Regions from separate parts of the Danio rerio genome. Here region 2 is linked to region 1. The links are chromatin contacts, called in public HiChIP or PLAC-seq maps. All regions are on one chromosome and are shown on one strand. The core of a region is the stretch at or near the end of the contact, and the rest is flanking DNA. Distances in the headings are between cores, read along the strand shown.

Evidence for each region. HiChIP or PLAC-seq counts read pairs in DNA pulled down with a chosen protein or histone mark.
Region 2: an H3K4me3 HiChIP or PLAC-seq map of gastrula embryo shows a contact between it and region 1, with 2.2 times the contacts expected there. The contact joins the promoter of pim3 here to the promoter of ube2q2 in region 1. A contact is called at or near these places in 1 of 18 Hi-C or Micro-C datasets (an unstated tissue) and 2 of 4 datasets of contacts at active chromatin or transcription factors (embryo and gastrula embryo).

Annotation. Positions count from the first base shown.
Region 1 is chr25:31,834,434-31,841,545 of GRCz12tu, forward strand. It overlaps ube2q2 (ubiquitin-conjugating enzyme E2Q family member 2), which reads right to left and starts at 4,454. Exons shown (of 13, transcript NM_001328204.1): 1 at 4,124-4,454; 2 at 2,681-2,785. The coding sequence starts at 4,282.
Region 2 is chr25:32,048,698-32,055,809 of GRCz12tu, forward strand. It overlaps pim3 (Pim-3 proto-oncogene, serine/threonine kinase), which reads left to right and starts at 2,994. Exons shown (of 6, transcript NM_001034978.2): 1 at 2,994-3,445; 2 at 3,688-3,797; 3 at 3,891-3,941; 4 at 4,025-4,388; 5 at 5,575-5,751; 6 at 6,292-7,112. The coding sequence starts at 3,358. The coding sequence ends at 6,464.

The DNA of each region.
Region 1 (7,112 bases), core at 3,204-5,703:
GAGGTTCTCAAAGTGGGGGTCGCGGGACAATGTGGGGGGGGGGGGGGGGGGGTTGGTCGCCTGGTGATTTTCAAAAATCAATTAATTTTTATTAAACCTTAAGACTTACTGTATTTTATCAATAATCTACTGATGAGAAAAAATAGTCGTTTATAGTTACTATAAACTATATAGTTACTATAGCAGCTTATGGTTACTAGTTCTATTGGATTGCGACTTCTCGGGTAATTACATTTACTGTCACTGCAGCAGATTTTGTAACACCAGGTTAAACTTTCTAGCCCATTTACAGCACTGACATACATAAAACAAAAACAAAGAATAGACTTGGGTCTATTGGTGTGTGTGCATCATTGCATACAAGGTTTCTGTATTTATAACCACCACCTGAGAGAATATTGGGGGTCACGAGTCACTGGCATTCTCATTTTGGGGGTCGCGGGCTGAAAAGTTTGGGAACCCCTGTATTTGAGCACTGTGTTCCAGTTTTTTTGTTTACTTGATGCATTTATTATTTTTTTTACTTGCTTTAGTTTTATAAATAGTTTATTTCATTTATTTGTGACTTTAGTGCCATATACATTGTACTTAAGTATTTAATAACAATATGCATTTAATACATTTCAGTGAGTTCTCTGTTCAATCACACTGTGCAGCTCTAATGAATTGAAATGGAGAGAAAATAAATTGGAATATATTGTATCGCAATATATCGTGATATATTGTATCGTGACCCATGTATCTTGATATGCATCATATCGTGAGGCCCTTGCCAATACACAGCCCTACCTGTGGCGTTATTATTTCAGTGTTAAATGTCGTGAGCGCAGTATTAAAAGTCAGGATTGCATTTATGTAATAGCCTACAAGCATGCGAATCTCTGTGCTTGCGCGCAGATTTCCTCTGCACAAAACTTCTTGCACGCCCCCACAAATATTAGCCGCTTCAAGAGCTCGCGGATCTTCATGTGCGCTCTCAAACAAACGCTGCTGGGTGCGATTTAGTGCATTTGTGTAACGAGTATGTCTCCAGCATTTATTAGATTTGCTAGGAATGTTTATGAATGTCTCCGATAGACCTACTGAGTAGCATTAATGCCTTCGAAGTACAATGAAACGGCTATACGTTGTGTTTGCTGGCCTCACACACCTGTCAGCCTGTCAGTCACCACGTCACCTTAAAGGGTAAACAAATGACGCACAGCACTACTACGGTTACAAAAAAACTCGTGCTATTATAATTCACATAACCTTTAATAAAAAAAATAAATAAATAAAACGTTTTGAATGAGAAGCTGTAATGTAGCTGTGACAGTATGTATTTTGGCGTGGCACACCGCCATGGAAGAATGAATGTAGCGGAAACCATGCAGAGTATATACAAGAATCAGAGAGTGAAATTCAAGACCTTTAAGGGTGCTTTCACACCTACACTTTTATTTCGGAACGTATCTCGTTTGCCCAGTTAGCGCGGTTCGTTTGGCATATGTGAACAGGGCAATCGCGCTCTGTTCCACGCCAAAGTAATCGCTTCGAGATCGCTTGAATGAGGTGGTCTCGGCTCGATTGAAACGAACCCTGGAGCAGTTCGATTGCAGTGAGAAAGCGATCCGATCCGAGCGCGGTTATATCACAGTGTTTTATGGATATGTAATAGGCTTATGGCTATATGAAGAGAGAATTATGAGTAGGGTGGGAAGTTTCGTGAGTCGAAAACGAGTGATGAACTCCCGGTAATCTCGCGTCTCCCTCCCGATCCTTAAATAGGCATTGTTATGCACCCTTCTCACCCCTCCCCACCGCATCTCTCCTCAGACACGTCGCACGCGCACCCTGTCAATCACCACCAAACCACCACCTCTCCTGACAGTTTAGCGGGATGCTGGAAAATGAACCCTGACACTCTGACCAATGTAAGGAGAGTTTACTCGCACGTGACTTGTTTTAGCTCCTTTGGTCCGATTAGAAACTTTGTAGTGTGAAAGCGAACCGCTCCAAAAGCAATGTAACGATTGTAATCTCTGTTTCGGAACAACTGAATCGATTCACAGGTGTGAAAGCACCATAAGACTCTTTCCATCCACTTTAAGACAATATAACCACTTTTCAACCGTAAACACTAGTGAGATTTTAAATTACAGTATATTAATTAAATATTAATGTAAGAAATTAATCCAAAACTAAAACAATATTCATATACTGAAAAAATTATATTAAATCTAGCTAATTTAGCAGGTTGGCACCTATAGAATTGCAGAAATAATGGTGTTGCATTGGTAACTGCAGTAAACAAATCACCATAATTTCAAATCTAGTAGGACTTCAATGATTTCATAAACTACACAGCATCCTTATATTCATAGATATAATTCAGGCAAACTTTAGCATGCAATTATACATTGCCTAAACTAAAATGATATTAAATTTAAGTTTTACTTTTATACTTTTATCTTACTTTTTACTTTTAAACAATCCTTATTGGGGTCAATAAAAATTCTGTTTCAATTCTCAAAAACCGTTATGCTGCTTAATATATGTATTTTTAAGTGTATTTGCTACAGTTCTATCAAGATGAAATAAAAGTATTAATTGTCTACAGGGTAAAAAATTAACAGCCACCAATCAAGCATCAAAATACCATCTCATTACCATCTCAAGTGGGAAAAAAACACTTCCTTACCAAAGCATTGCCTTTTCTGACATCCTCCAGTCGTTCAAGGACTTCAGTCAGACTTGGATCATCAGAATCAACAAACCATATTGGTGGTGTTGAAGGATAAGACTCCTACAAAAACATCAAGAGTAACAAAATCAGCATCTTCATACCCGTATCAAACCCATTTGTCCTTTCACAAGGTTGCTAAAGTCTTCTCATTTCAGTTCAGCCACTTGCATGACAAACAGCCACATTAACAGATGCCAAACCAATGAATCAAACTCTGCAGCTTCTTCTCTCAATGAGAAAAGACCACAGCAGACCCGCGCAGTGTTGTTTATTTCAGAGAAGTGTTTGTCAGAGCTGATGATCTTCCACGTAAAATCATGTGAACATTATGTTCTCATCCACTAGTTAGAAATCTCCTCCCATTGTGTCTTCCATCAAGGGAGAGCCAAAATGATGGCGATGTGATATTCTTTTGCTTGTCAGGACCATAAACTGACCTCATAGCACCTCAAATCAGTATACAAGCTCAGCAAACTAACTGGCCTCTAGAACACACAAAAAACAGCAGCCAGTTGCACTGCAGTGGCGTCGTTTTGCAAAAACAATGTAGGTTCTGATGACAACACTCCTTCATAATGTAGTGCAGTTAGCATACACTCAACATACATGCAGATTTCGCTCAAAGATGCGAAATGGCAAATAAACGCGATGACTGAAAACGCGCTAATGTTGCTAGCACATGTAAGGCAACATTAACAGTTACGAAAATATTATACATTTATGATAAAATCATTTACATGGCGAAAAACTGAACAAACTTCGAGCATTTTAAATCTACGCATTTCGTAGCAGGCCCAAGTTAGCTGAACGGAGAACTTCGACAAACCAGCTAAACAAATTGCGAAATTAGCTAGCCGAGGATTTAACAAACTGTTGTGTTTACACAAAATGTTTCAATGCTCGATAAATAATCCACAAACAACATCCCAAATCCGCGATAAAAAGATTTTAAAAAATAAGTTCACCCCAAAACGTCGTTTAGCAAGCTAAACTACCAGCTAAGCCAAATTAGCACACAAGCTAATTACATGACAACTAATTTAAAGTGACGCAGAATGCAAAACATCCACCGGTCTTGGTCAACCATCTCCTGTACACAAGAATAAATAACGCTGACGATTAGCTGATGGTTTTATTAAGCCAACAAAGTGAAACCGAGAGCAAACGCAGTTAACTTTGTTAGCTAATACACCAGCAAGCTAAGCGTAGCTCGCGCTGCTTGTTTAGCAGTGATTTTGACATCTTTTTGATTATAAAACTGAACATTGATCACCCTAAATGCTTTTATTCGCACTATCATGGCTTTATTCGAGCAAACAGGGGCTTGTGGGTGGTGTTGTTTCACTCGGCCTTGCCTTGTTCGCATGTAAACCTACACACGGGGCTGGTGGATCTTACCGTGATGTTGCAGTGAATAATCAGCAGCTTTTCTCCCGTCACATTAAACTGGCAGCTCAGTTCGTCTGGCTTCCAGTCGATTATTCGAAATCGCTCATGGTTTGGGTCAAAGATTGACTCCAGGAACTTTAATTCGGCCTTCAGCCCCGACACCGACATCTTCCACTCATCTCATCAGCAGCCAGGCCGCGGGGGGAAGGGACGCACGGAGACCGCGAGCGCGCAGCTGATCCAGCGAGAGTGCGTGTGTGTGAGCGCGCGGCGGCGGAGGGAGGCTGGAGGAGAGAAACAACAAAGAGGGGGCGGGGAGAGAGAGGCGAACTGGAGGCCGGAGAGACGACAAAACAACGCCCGCCAAGAAATACTGCGAGAGAGGGGAAGTGGGTGATCGAGATCTGCGTGGACTACTGGGACGCCAATTGTGTTTTTCTTAGGTGAATGTGTGGTTGACCATTCTTCGTCTTCTGTATGACAGTCCTCTTGTATTATCCAACATATAAAAGAAAGAAAATTACATAATAATAATAATATGCATTTATTTTTATTATGCAAGAAAGAACATTTACAAAGACACAATATTAATAAAAAGACAAAAAGGGTTACATACATAAAATCACAGGAAATTAAACAAATTAAATGCTTCACAACAAGAAAGAGTTTTACGTGCAATTTACACTCTTTTAAGGAGTTCACATATAAATCAAAGTCCTTTCTGAAAATAAAAATAGGGGTGTTTCTTTGAAATTTTACATTTAGGGATGTAAAAATTAGCCAGAAAAAGCTATAAATTAATAATAAATTTTCAAAGAGAAGAATCTAAGTTCAGAAAGTAACCAACTACTACAATTTTGGGGAAATCAGGGTGTTGTTAGGGTTGAAAGGGAAAGGGAAAGGGATTAACCCCAAAGAAGTCAAAGAAAGAAGTTGTAATTCAACCTACTAAAATACCCCCACTTTCAAAGGGTGATCTACTCCACTCTTAATAATAGGATTATACATGGTTTAATGATAAATAAAGTTTTTTGTAGTTGTCTTTTAACAATAAATTGTAAAGCTTTGTGACTTGTAATACCAAAAAGGAAAAAAATTGATAAATTAACCCATTTCTCATTTATTAGTCTGTTATGAGCCATATCATACCTCTTGAGCCTCCTACACTGCAAAAAATGCTTTTCTTACTTAGATTTTTTGTATTGTTTCTAGCCCAAATATCTACAAATTTTTAAATCAAGAAGCATTTTCTAGACAAGCAAAACTTATTGTCGTGTTTTAAGAAATAATATGCCAAAATAAAGTGAGTTTTTTCTTAAATCAAGCAAAATAATCTGCCAATGGGGTGAGCAAAGTAATCGTGTTTTTTGATTTGTGATAAGATTATTTTGCTTATCCCATTGGCAGATTATTTTGCTTGATTTAAGAAAAAACTCACTTTATTTTGGCATATTATTTCTTAAAATAAGACAATATGTATTGCTTGTCTAGAAAATGCTTCTTGATTTAAGAACTTTAAGATATTTGGACTAGAAACAAGACAAAAAAAAATCTAAGTAAGAAAAGTGTTTTTTGCAGTGTATCACCTCCTGATTTGCAGTTTCTGTTTGTTTTTTGAAAATGTAATTATCTTCAAATCTGAAAATAGGATTTATTTTATAGTGTGAGTTGTTATCCAGTGTGATACAAAGCTACAAACATGTTCATTTAGACAGAGGGATTAACTAAGGTCTAGTGTTGTCAAGATACTGGAATTTCTAAATTCAATACCTTGTAAAATATTGATATTCAAAAATAGTTCAAAGACAATCAAATTTAAAGGGATTTTTTTTCAGTTTTCCTCAAAGGGCGACACAGTGGCGCATTAGGTAGTGCTGTCGCCTCACAGCAAGAAGTTCGCTGGTTTGAACCTCGGCTCAGTTGGCATTTCTGTGTGGAGTTTGCATGTTCTCCCTGTGTTCATGTGGGTTTCCTCCGGGTTCTCCGGTTTCCCCCGCAATCCAAAGACATGCAGTACAGGTGACTTGGGTAAGCTAAATTGTCCGTAGTGTATGAGTGTGTGGATGTTTCCCAGAGATGGGTTGCGGCTGGAAGGGCATCCGCTGCGTAAAAACATGCTGGATGAGTTGGCAGTTCATTCCACTGTGGCCACCCCGGATTAATAAAGGGACTAAGCTGATAAGAAAATGAATGAATTATTTTTTCTTCAAAATAGGTTAATGTGGGCTTTGCACTTTAAATGCATGTAATGCCTGTTTCATTCACATTTAGGCAGAAATTCCATATTTCAATTCCATGTTGGAGTTTTCCGGGAGACAGAACAAAAGGGGAGATGGGTCTAATGTATGTGGTAATTTTAAGTACTTAGATAACAAAATAAATGCTATACCACCTATTTTTATTTAAGTGACATATTCCAAAAGAGGTGATGCAGTGGCGCAGTAGGTAGTGCTGTTGCCTCACAGCAAGAAGGTCGCTGGTTCGATCCTCGGCTCAGTTGGCGTTTCTGTGTGGAGTTTGCATGTTCTCCCTGCGTTCGTGTGGGTTTCCTCCGGGTGCTCCGGTTTCCCCCACAGTCCAAAGACATGCGGTACAGGTGAATTGGGTAGGCTAAATTGTCCGTAGTGTATAAGTGTGTGTGAATGTGTGTGTGGATGTTTCCCAGAGATGGGTTGCGGCTGGAAGGGCATCTGCTGTGTAAAAACTTGCTGGATAGGTTGGCGGTTCATTCCGCTGTGGTGACCCCGGATTATTAAAGGGATTAAGCCGACAAGAAAATGAATGAATGAATGAAAACCTTGCACAAGTGACTTTTATTCTAAATTTTAAACCTTATTCTTAAAACAAATAGTGCTTAACATATCACTAAAATGCAGCATTTAAATCTTAAAATTAAATAGTACACAGCAAATTCATCAGAGTTAAATTCTCGGTGTTGAAGCATTTCAGAGTAAAGTGTTGACGTTAAAGAGTTAGATTTTGATAAATGAATATAATA
Region 2 (7,112 bases), core at 1,744-4,243, 210 kb after region 1:
AAAAACCCTGACCTTAGCGAATAAACAGTGTTCCACCAGGATCATGTATGTCAGAAACTGTAGTTTACTGCTGAACTCATTTTGTCATGGTAAAATAACACAGAAATCGAATAATAACACTTCAGTCTCCTGCCGAAGCTCAGACGCGCTGCTTTGAGAAACTGTCAATCACAGCTGTCAATCACGATGACACGCCCAGCATTAAATTACTGCTAAAAACAAACTGTTTACAAAAATGAAGATCTGCACCTATTTCAGCACAATAACCAATGCCTTAATCGACCAGAACCATCTTTCGGGACATTTTATTGCAAGTGTAATAATTTTTTATATTTGGGCTCAAGTCTCCTTCATTAACACGGAGGAGGCGGGCTTTATGACTTGTACTGCAGCCAGCCCCCAGGGGGCGATCTAACGGCCGAGACCTTCACTCAAACGCAGGCTTGCGGCACACTTGGTATAAACGCGTGGTGAACGCACAAAACCTGAAGTGTTTGTGTTCTCACTAACCTGGATGTATCTTTTTGTAGTCTTTAAACTTCGTTGGCTGTAGGCTTTGCTAAGCTAAATTTGTAAAAGCCAATGTCTCCCTTTGCATTAAACTTTGAGTGTATTACATTCAGAGATGTTGTTTATGTTCACACAGCTAGATTACACATGAACTGAAGTTTAAAATAGGATTTGGTTGTGGACCACCCCTTTTAAATGGAATTTTATCTGATTGGTATGAGATCAATGATTTTGCTCTTGGTTTACAGTCGCCTAAATTAAATTTAAATAACATCTTGCAAAAAAAGAGAAAATTAGTAAGTACTCGAATGATTTCTTTTACTCAGCAAATATCAACATATATTATGGCAATTCGGACATTTTATATTTATTTTTTTACTAATTTGGATGAATTTGTATGATTTCACTGATACATTTTAGTATGACCTGCTCACCCCAATTATGGAAGGTGTGGTTTGGGGACATGACTTCTTTTAGAGATTGTATGTTTTCATAAAAAAATTAAATTGGATAAATTCGTACAAATCAGCCACTTTTCTGATAATACATAAAATAGATTGTGCTGAATAAAGCACACTTTGGGGGTAAGAAGAAGCTTTTTGCTTCATCTGGAGACATGTGCTTTGGCCTTACATCAGGTAACTGCTAAAAAGCTTGAAGGATTTCCCTACTGATTGTTCCAGTGTGTCTCATAAAAGCTCCTCAAAGCCTTGATGTCCTTTCTGAGGTATGACCTAATGAATCTGGCATGAGATCAAAGTAAGGATGACTTTTTTTCTGGGAAGATAGAAGAATGACATGTAATAAGAATGGATGTTGCACATTTACTGTCTAGATGTAAGTCATGGCTCATTACATTTTACATTTCATTACATTTTATTTATCTGTATGTATGTATGTATGTATGTATGTATGTATATATGTATGTAAGATATATATATATATATATATATATATATATATATATATATATATATATATATATATATATATATATATATATGTTATATGTTATATATATATCATATATATATGTATATATTATATTTCACTTAATTAATAAATAATATTAAATATTAGATATTTATCATAACATAAGAATTTTTATAAATATATATATATATATATATATATATATATATATATATATATATATATATATATATATATATATATATATATATATATATATATATATATATATGAGCAATATCACACTCGTAGCAGTGCGATATGGCTGTATATCGGCACTGGTGGGAGGCGTACGTGTACCCACCAATGGCGATATACAGCCATATCGCACTGCTATGATTGTGTTATTGCGTTTATACAACAGTTTGACGGCATAATTGTGTATATAAAAAAAAAAATCAAACATGGAGAGTCTCAAAACCCCTTTTGTATGAGGAACTACTTTCTTCCGCCTTTGGATTCAAATCATGGGCTGACAGTTAAACAGCTGTTAAAACAGTTAAAAGCATCTTTTAAACTTTAGATCTGTAGTGTATGCTTTTTGCTGGCTGTATGTGTGTGGAGTAATACACAAACTGTAAAGAGGCTGTAGGAGTTCTGATATTGCAGAATATCGCACGGCTTTCAGCCAATCAGATTTGAGAACCAGACAGAACTGTTGTGTATGTGTGTGTGTGTGTGTGTGTATGTATATATATATATATATATATATATATATATATATATATATATATATATATATATATATATATATATGTGTGTGTGTGTGTGTGTGTGTGTGTGTGTGTGTGTGTGTGTATGTATGTGTGATGTATCTATTATATTTCACTTAATGAAATAATATTAAATATTAGATATTTATCATTACATAAGAAATAAATCTTTATAATGTTTTATTATTATATAGAGAATGCATTAATAACTATACATTAATATTACACTAAACATTTTACACCAATGGCATAATATGGGAAAGTACAATAATAAAATAAATAATAAATATAATTACACTAAAATAACAAAAGCAGTTCAATTAAAATAAAATACCTTTACAATAATTATTCATTTAAATTATAAAATGATTCAAAAAGGCTTTACACAGGAAACGTGTAATATTTCAAATATTTGTTATAATATTTTTTTTAAAATATAAATTCAATTATGCTTAGTTATTAAATAAAGTGTTATTGTTATCCTTATTACAATTATACAAGCCCAACCCGGCAATATTACTCTAATTAGTCACCGTACAATTATATAAACTGTGCAACGTGGTTGGTCTTGTTATATAGCCAAAGTGCAAAGCTCTCAGACGAGATATCCATGGGCGTCTCGCACTATTCTCCAAACGCACTATTTATCATTGCTGACCGTTGCTGATACATTTACGGTATCTTCCCATATTTTACCCATCTGTGTTTTATTTCTCATATAACCATTAATTTATTTTTAATAAATGCATTTGTTTGTGATTTGATTGTAGTGAGGCTTTCCGTCGCGGAGGGATTTGTGCAAAGCTTCCAGCGCCCAAACACGAGAATTAAGAGTTAATACGGTCTCCGCGCTCTCTCACACACAGACACATGAACCGAGCGCACCGACCGGGCTCAAAAGCGCAAACGTGTGCAGTTCTCTCTCACTATGGGTGCGCGGGGACATTTGTGAATAATTACTGGAGTTTGACACCTTTGTAAACGAGGATTCGGAATCCGTTTGCGATCATCCGTGGGATTTTCGGACGGAGTCCCACTCCTGAATACATTTTTTGAAGGGAATTCTGTCTTCTCGTTGAAGGACGGGGTGCCGGTGTTTTCCGGTGCGAAGCAGTTACGCATCTTTAAGGACTCGGATTTTTTTTGGAGAAGACAACAGAAGATGTTACTCTCCAAGTTTGGATCCTTTTCCCATATTTGTAACACGACCAACATCGACCACTTACCGGTGAAAATTCAACTCCAAGCAGGTAGATATCGTTTTTTAGATTCATCGCGCTAGTTATTTGCCTTTTCTCACATAACATCTTATTTTAAATTCAATGTTTACTACTAATATTCTATAAGCGACAAATTTAGCCTCTTTAATCGGCACGCGCCTGTCTGTGACCTGAGCGTGGAGCCATTTTGTTGCCAACCGCGCGTTATACACACTCGGATTTATGTCACGTTATTACATTAACACTGTTTATTCCCCTTCTTCATTCCACAGCCAAGACCGAAAGGGAGCCATTTGAGAAGGTTTACCATGTGGGTTCGGTGCTGGGAAGCGGTGGGTTTGGTACAGTGTACGCCGGTACTCGTATCTCAGACGCGTTGCCGGTAAGCGCTCGCTTTGTTTTGGTGGCAGCACATGGCCGCGTTTGGCGCCACGATCACATATTCATATGCGCGTTTTTCTCTTTTTGTCTGTAGGTTGCAATAAAACACGTCGCCAAGGAGAGAGTGACCGAATGGGGTACTATTGTAAGTAAACTATCATACTCTTTATTAATATTAACAGTATAAACGATTTATTTCTAACCAGTGCGGTTTTATTTGTATTCCAGAACGGGTCGCTGATTCCACTCGAGATTGTTTTGTTGAAGAAAGTGGGAAGCACGTTTCAGGGGGTCATTAAACTCATAGATTGGTATGAGAGACCCGACGGATGGTTGATTATAATGGAGCGGCCGGAGATGGTGAAGGATTTATTCGACTACATCACGGAGAAAGGCGCGCTGGATGAAGACACCGCCCGGGGCTTCTTCAGACAGGTTTTGGAGGCGGTTCGCCACTGCTACAGCTGCGGGGTGGTTCACCGAGATATCAAAGACGAAAACCTCCTGGTGGATTTACGCACGGGGGACCTGAAGCTCATTGACTTCGGCTCCGGGGCCATCCTGAAGGACACCGTGTACACAGACTTTGATGGTGCGTCCTTCACTTTTACCCATCCTGCTTTGCTACGGCTTAACGTTGCGTGTGCACCTGCCGCGCTGAGCTTAATGTTTTGGAAAAACTGTCAATTCATGGTTTAAGTAATTTTACTTACAATTTTGATTTTTAAGTGCATCAAACATTAAAAACAGCATCGGTGGTTTAATCTGTTACGAAGAAGATACCTTCGGGGAAAAAAAACTTAAACCTGTCAAGATAAACAATTTATTATTATTCGACTGGAAACTTTAGAGAGATTTGCTTATGCGCGTGTATAAATCTGTGATAAATGGTAAATCGTAATATAGTTTTCGAATTTAGCATTATAAATAGCTCTAATCCTCGAGTGGGAAGATATTTGTGGAGAGAACTATTTATAACATTTTTTTAGTTGACACTTCAGACATTGCACAGTTTTCAGGAAAGTGTGTATATATAAATATATAGGAATTAGGTTGTGTGTTTGTTTTTTTTTTTAAAGTCCTCAGTGGTTGCTTTAAAAGCGTAATATTTTCACACATGCTGTTATTTAATGGCCTATTAGTTTATTCTTGCGTTTTAAAACTCCTTTAATGTAACTCTAGCCTTCCAATCTGAGAGAGAAGTCAGTGGAAAGGATCAGCTGTTACTGCGTAGCATCTGTTTGTTGTGAAACCTGAGTTGCTGAACCACGTGATCCCATCACGGATCCCTGTTTTTGTTTGGTATCCAAGCGACTCCTGGCCTTTGGGGGCCTGTCACACCACCCCTAGTTGAAGGGGCTTTTGTTGGGGGAAGTGACTCATGCTGGAAGCATGTGGAGTTGCTGTAGCTTGTGACTGTTTGTACCTGAAAGTCTCCCTTTTAGATCACCGTCCTGTTTCAGCTTGCTTGTATTTTTCGGGAATGGGTTGTTCTCCAGGCTCGCAGTGAGACTGGCTGGAGGAGGGAGAGCCAGACTGCTGGCGCCCCCCTTGTTTGAGTCAGCTGACTAGAGTGGCTCATTATACAGTGCTGCAGTGTAATCAAAATCGGCACTTTTTGTGCCAAAAAAAGAGAGAAAAGGACTGCGATTATGAAAAGAGTGTTGTGTCATGGCAAAAATAGAAAATCTCCATTCAGTCAACAAAACAAAGAGAAAAAAAGTGAAGGTCAATCCTCTCAAGAGTTGAATTGTAAACCAAATGTTTTTATTTTGCAGGCACGCGAGTGTACAGTCCTCCTGAGTGGATTCGTTACCACAGGTACCACGGGCGCTCAGCAACTGTTTGGTCCCTGGGTGTCCTGCTGTACGACATGGTGTGCGGAGACATCCCGTTCGAACACGATGAGGAGATTCTGAGAGGACGGCTCTTTTTCAGAAGGAGAGTCTCACCAGGTGAGATTGGTCACATGTTTAATTTTTAAAGAGACAGTTGACCCAAAAAGGACAGCTTACTTGCCCTCAAGTGATTCTAGACCAGGAGTGCCCAAACTCGGTCCTGGAGGGCCGGTGTCCTGCATATTTTAGTTCCAACCCCAATTAAACACACCTGAAGCAGCTAATCAAGCTCTTTTTAGGTATACTAAAACTTCCAGGCAGGTGTGTTGAAGGAAGTTAAACTATGCAGGACATCGGCCCTCCAGGACTGAGTTTTGGACACCCCTGATCTAGACCACTATGAGTTTGTGTTGAAAACTAAAGATATTTTGAAGAAAGCTCGACCTGTAGCCATCGACTTCCATAGTAGGAAAAGCAAATACTATGGAGGTCAATGGTTGCAGGTTTCTAGCCTTCTTCAAAATCATTTCTTTAGTTTTCAACACAAAGTCAAACCAGTTAGGAAAAGTGAAGGGTAAATGACAACATCATTTTCAGATTTTTCAAGTCTTTTGAGGATGAGAATGCTGAACATAGCCTTTTTTTTCTGTCCTTCAGTGTGTCAGCAGCTCATCAAATGGTGCCTCTGCTTGAGACCTTCAGACCGGCCCACGTTGGAGCAGATTTTTGAGCATCAGTGGATGCGGACGGAAGAAAACCCGAAAACAGCAGAAAGCGTCAACATCACACTCCACACCATCAGTACAGAAGCAGGAAATGAGAGCCTTTGACGGATGCGGGGATATGCAGAGTGACTCTTTGAGCTTTTTGCTTTTGTTTCCAATCTGTTGGTTATCAGGACTTCGATTTATGTTGCATAATTGTCTTCTTTTTTATTTTTGGTTGTGTTTCTTGCTAAGGGTGAGTTGTTACCCGTAGGGATTGCGTGGGCAGTGATGCTGGTGATCCTTTGATTTTACTGGTTGCTCTTATAGAGCTTGGACATAATTTTTTTTAGACTATCCTTTTAGTTTTCGGTGCCTTTTTTGAAAAGCTGCTTTTATGGGATTCAAGTCACGACAGACACCAGGTGGATTTTCATGGATTTTAGGGGAACTCCCCTGGACTCCTGGGAAGCTTCAAAGACTGTATGTAGTTTTGTGGTGGGTCTCCCTTGCCCTCTAGTGGTCGAATACTTGAAGTACACACTTACTACTCTTAACAGTATCTCTCTGCTGCTCTACCATTCATATTCACTATTTGGACAATTTCCCCCTTCTGTTGTTGTTCATTTTTCTGAATGTCTTCCACTATTTTATCTCTGTTGATGTCACTTTTTAGACTTTGCTTGGCAGAGACTTGAGTGATGTGCACAATCAATGCAATATTCATGGACTCACTTTCCTTCCCCTCTTTTTTTTTTTTTTGACATTTTTTAT